2 separate regions of the Canis lupus genome follow, and region 2 is linked to region 1. Evidence: chromatin contacts called from public Hi-C data. All regions are on one chromosome and are shown on one strand. The core of a region is the stretch at or near the end of the contact, and the rest is flanking DNA. Distances in the headings are between cores, read along the strand shown.

What was found. Hi-C and Micro-C count contacts between places; a contact is called where the count stands out from the background.
Region 2: a contact with region 1 is called in a Hi-C map of blood, with 3 times the contacts expected there. The contact joins the enhancer-like site here to the promoter of LOC119868082 in region 1. A contact is called at or near these places in 2 of 9 Hi-C or Micro-C datasets (blood and skin fibroblasts).

The regions. Positions count from the first base shown.
Region 1 is chr38:6,819,730-6,822,429 of UU_Cfam_GSD_1.0, forward strand. LOC119868082 (protein SPT2 homolog) reads left to right here and starts at 1,430. Exons shown (of 2, transcript XM_038586429.1): 1 at 1,430-1,830; 2 at 2,531-2,700. The coding sequence starts at 1,430. The coding sequence ends at 2,684. RGS2 (regulator of G-protein signaling 2) reads right to left here and starts at 1,422. Exons shown (of 5, transcript XM_038586113.1): 1 at 1,264-1,422; 2 at 138-239; 3 at 1-34. The coding sequence starts at 1,373.
Region 2 is chr38:6,964,399-6,967,109 of UU_Cfam_GSD_1.0, forward strand. No RefSeq gene overlaps it. Among named protein-coding and RNA genes, the nearest start is that of RGS1, 28 kb to the right of the region's middle. Within about 2 kb of position 1,458, at least 3 of the 20 cell types and tissues checked have an H3K27ac peak or open chromatin away from gene starts, as enhancers often do. A contact at or near this core is called in blood, where this site is marked.

The sequences.
Region 1 (2,700 bases), core at 180-2,679:
TTCTGACCACAGCTGTGCTTCCTCAGGAGAAGGCCTGCAAAAGAAGGTCTGCTCATTAGCTCGTGCACATCAGAATTCCTCTTTTCAGCTCAGCAGCTAGCTATTCATGTTCGCAAATACAAGATTTTTCAACTTACTTGATGAAGGTTTGCTGTTTGCTTTTCTTGCCATTTTTGGGCTTCCCAGGAGACGACGAATTTTGTAAGAAGTAGCTCAAACGGGTCTTCCAATCTTTTAATCTTAAAAAGAAAAAAAAAAAAGATATTCACTAAGTGACAACGTTTGAAATTGCTGTGGCAGCTGAAGGCATTTTTACCAAATAAAGCCACCCAGTAGCAACAAGAATCTTCAAGTCAGTCTTACTCATTTTACATTTAAACCTAGCACCTACGTGCTTAACGCAATTAGTTTCATCCCTTCATCTGAGCAGAAGTACTACTCTCATAACCAAGGGTAAGTCTACCTAGGACATTTAAATGAATTTAGATGGCATATTTCAAAAAGACAGATGCAATTTCTGACCCACAAAAGACCGCAGTTTTTCTGCAGCCTTGATTACAATTCTGAGACATTTCACACTTGAAGAAACCTAACACTGGAACTGCTTGGAGCCAGTGGGTGTTCATTTCCCTCCTACCCTTAGAGCAAGAGGCTCTGGACCACTCCAGAAGCCATGAGGCAGGGGGTGTATGTGTGTCCGAGAGAGAGAGAGAGAGAGAGAGAGAGAGAGACTGAGTTCCCCTGCCCCAGCCCAACTACAACACTCATTTTAAGCAGATGATGCATAACGATGATTTGCTGCACAATCTTTAGTGGGTGAATTAAGCAATTCAGTCAAAAAAAAAAAAAGCGATTTTAAAACGAGTATGTTCAGAACCAGCCAAAATATTCCAATCCGGAAGCTGTGCAAGCTGATCAGAACTTATAATGCAAGGCACCAGTGCTGGGGATGTGCTTCGGCCCCAGGATCCTCGGCTGCTACCTTAGACGCAGGGGCCACAAAGCCAACCTGCGAGGTCTTAGCCTCCTCATCCTCCTCATCACCACCGCCTCCCTATCTAACATGCTCTCAGTCCTAAACTACCCGAGAGTCCTTGGCTCACGCACACAGATTGAACCTTACTTAGCTAATTGCCCTCTTCCACATTTTTGCTTTTCCCTGCAGAGGCGCGGGTCGCAGGGTTTCCTAACGTCATCACGTTCGCAGCAAACCCGGAGCGCCAGGTGCGCAGCGCGGGGCGGGCGCCCGAGGGCCGTACTCACAGGGTCCGCTTCATCTTTTCCCGCTTCTCCTCGTGCTTGGGGCTGTTGCTCGAGCTCTTGTCCATGGATCCGCAGTCGTGCTGGACGGCCAGGAACATGGCACTTTGCATCGTCCACCGCCTGCCGGGGCCGCAGCTCTGCGCGGCGGGGCGCGGGCGCCGCCTTTATGGGCGGCGGCGGGGAGGGGGCGGGGCCTCCGCCGCCGGGCCCGCCCCCCGAGGGCACCGATTGGTCGGCTGCACCCGGGCGCGGGGGCGGGCGGCCCGGCCCGCGGCGGTCACGGGCGCCGCCGAAGGCTCTCGAAGCGAGGTGGGCTGACGTCCGGGGCTCGGGCTCCGGCTCCGGCTCCGGCTCCGGCTCCGGCTCCGTGCGCGCTCGGGCCCTCGCGGCGGCTCGCGGGGTTGCGTGTGGGATCGGACCGGGACGCCTCGCCGCCAGCCGCGCCCCGGCCACGGGACGACGGGACGACGGGACGACGGGAGGGGGCGCTCCCGGCCCTGGAGGGGTGCAGGCTCCGGCGGGGAGAGGCTGCTGGGAGCGGACCGGGGTGCAAGTGCTTTATTTTGAGTTAAGATGTTTTCCAACCCCCCGCCCTTGTTTTTTGGAGAGCGCGCCCTCTTCCCACGCCTCATTTCTTGCAAACAGGCCGCGGGGAGACCCTCCCCTCTTCCGCTGTGCGACTCCGTTGAGTTGGGAGGGGAGGAAAAGATGAAAGGGAGGGGCGGGGCGGGGGCGGGGGCGGGAGCGAGGGGGGTAGGGGCGGAGGGGGGCAGGGGGAGGGGGCGGGGGGCAGGGGCGGGGGGGCAGGGCAGGGGGGACAGGGTCAGGGGAGGGGGCGGGAGGGCAGGGGCAGGGGCGGGGGGGCCGGGGTGGGGGCAGGGGAGTGGGGCAGGGTCAGGGTCAGGTGGGGGAAGGAGCAGGGGCAGGGGGGGCCGGGGCGGGGGCGCGGGGGACGGGGGCGGGGGTGGGGCAGGGGAGTGGGGCAGGGGCGGGGGGGCCGGGGCGGGGGCGCGGGGGACGGGGGCGGGGGTGGGGCAGGGGCGGGGGCAGCGACCCCCGCGCGGCCGGGGGGTGGGGTGGGGGGGGGCAACCCGGAACCCTGCGGGGACTGAACGGTAAGCAGGGAAGGAACCGGAGAAAGGGACTTTATCCGACGGCCGTGTTTTAAGAGGGTGTGCAGCCTTGCTCCCCGCAACCTGCGTGATTGGGTCTTCCCGTGGGGTTGCAAAGCTTTTTCTCCGAAATCCTTGGTTGCTTCTCCTTCCAGGACAGAGAAGTCCCAGCTCTCCTCACGAGGAGACGGAGGGAAACACCAAGACGTGGAAACTGTGATGCGCCAGAGCCATCCTCGTCCTGGGAGTGCAAGGATGCAGGGTTTCCTCATGAGTCATTCTTGGCTGAGAATTTACCAGAACACTTAATAACTTGCAAAGTGGG
Region 2 (2,711 bases), core at 208-2,707, 140 kb after region 1:
ATCAACCTTACTTGATCAGTCGGGTACTTCGTACTTGCTGTACATTCTCCCTAAAATGCTCTTCCCATAAATACCAAAGCTCATCTTTTCACTTCCTTCAGGTTTCACTGTTGTCTTATCCAGGGACTGTGCCTGAACACACCATGTAAACTTCTCTATTTGCATATTCTCTATGCCTTTAATCTTGTTTTTTTAAATTTTAGCACTTACTACTAATTGATTTCCTCTTTTTCTTTTCTTCTTTCTCTTTTCTTTCTTCCCTCCCTCTTTTGCTCCATTATTATTATAATTTGTCTCTTCCCATTAGGATATTGGTTTTATATAAATATAGGTTAGAATTTTTCCTGATCATTCTCTATTATTGTCCCTAGAACTTAGAATTTAACACTTCATACTGTGTAGACTTTTTGAACAAACAAGTGAATGAATGGACAATGGACCATCTCCTTGTTACTATATTTCCTTTAGGATATAATTACTTTTTTATGTTTCATTAGAGTTAACAGAAGTTTTTTAAACTATTTTTCTTCCAATTAACTATTCCTGGATCATCAATATATAACTTATTATTTTCTGTTTTTAATCTAATATTTTCTTTATTGAATAACTTCATTGTTCACTATTGTTCACTGAATAACTGCTGTCTCTTGTGGTTACTTATTCTTTTTGTGAGGTAAATATTTAACACATTTATTTTCCTTTTTTAATTTTTATTTTCCTTTTTTAAAAACAAGGAACAAGCTTGTGATTTTACATATAGTATTCTCAAATTTGTTGTTGAAATAGTTGCATGTTTTATTTTACAAATTGTTCTTTATTTTATTCCTTTGACTTAAGAGGGTTTTCTAGAATATTATGACCACAAACTATTTTTTGTTTAAATGTGTATTTTTAATATCAAATTTTTAATGATGTTTTAGTTAGTCCTACTGAACCACATATTCATGAGTCTTTGCCATGTTTTTTCCATCAAGACTGCAAGCAGCTAACATGGTAAAAAGCATGTTTCATTATGCATTAGCATATAAAAACACAGCCTAAGCTGGAATTCCAAGTGCTTACTAAAATACTATTGTTCAGCCTGAAGCACTTTTTGAAAAATTTCAGTTAGAGTTGGAAATAATAGCAGTTTGTTGTCATTTTGTAATTTTTCTTTGGAAACATTGAGGTCAAGAACAGTTGGCTAGCACACTTTCACATGAGAACTTTATAGACTTGAGGAACTAATGGTAAATGCCGTCTCAATGTTGTCAAGTGATCTGAATGTTTTCAAAATTATCAAAATAGAAACGCATGTTAAAAAGATAAAGAGAAGAAAAACAACACAAAAAAGAAGTACATTGTAATCAAACACGTCATACATCTCTACGTCTTGCTATGGATGATGACTCTCATGTATGAAGTTAGATGTCACTAAAAAGCACAGACTGCGATTAAAAATAGTTGCTGTGGTCAGACATGTGAGACCACAAAGCGGAAGAAGTCTAATCTTGAGCCACATGTATTTTTTAGAAACATCCTAGTGCCCATTTATTTACAGCAACGAGTTTGGCCATTCACTAGTAACCAAGGCAGGAAGAAGAGATCTGATACTAATGTAAAATTTTCACTATTTCAAGTTAAATAAATATAATGGAAATCAAAATATTTAGTTTTTAGATAGTTATGTTTATTTATAAAGCAATAATTAAATTTTCGATAAAAATTCATTATTTGCATAGCACTTTAATCTGTTATCTCATGTTTTTGTAATATTGTCTTGAGGAAGAAAGGGTAATTTTTTAAAAGATTTTATTTATTTGTGAGAGATTTATTTTGGAAAATGACTGAACACTTGAATCTAAAATTTTCCTACAGCTTTGATATCATGTAAATTATCTTTCCATCTATATATAAGTTGAATTTATAGTCCAATGCTTTGTGGTGTATTTTATAAAAATTCCATGTAACTCCTATTTTAAAATATCCTGAATATTGAAATTCAATTTTATGCTAAAATAAAGTATGTTATGAAACTGCAATGTTATTCACAACAATTGTGTTGTACACTTCGGGGAGTAGAGAAGGTAAGATATTACTTATAATACAGATTACAACTATTATAACATTCAGAGGTGCTATACCAAACACTGAAATTCTTGTTGCAGTAAGGCTTGAAACGGGCTTTGAATGATAGATTTGGCTTTGCAGAAGAGAGGTATAGCATTCTAAAAATGAGGATCATCCAAAAAAAAAAATCACATGGGACTCAGAAGCAGAGAGTAGATGGTGGTTATCCATGGCTAACTATCAAGAGAGATTGAAATAGCAGTCAACGAACAAATCCTGGAAGATTGGGAGCTAGTCGGAGATCCATTAGTAGATCTAGTTAGTGGAGGGCTAATATCAGTGCCTGGGTAATAAATACATACATAAAAAGTAAGTCAAGTCAGTATGAGGTTCTAGTGATAAAGAGGAAAGATGAAAGGTGCACATGTCAGAGTGGATATAAGCAGCAAGATTAGTTTAATTAAATAACTATTATTATGCAGAAATGAAGTGGACTTCTGACTCCTGGTCCCCATTTTCCCCATAAGGAAAGCCTTATTATGGATCAGTTCTGGGAGCTGCCAGAAATGGCTTTCTACACAGGATCTCACATAGAGAATGTTTTCTTCAGGTGGAAGACTGAATGAGAGAACCTCTTAATGTATCTTCCAACTCCAAAAATG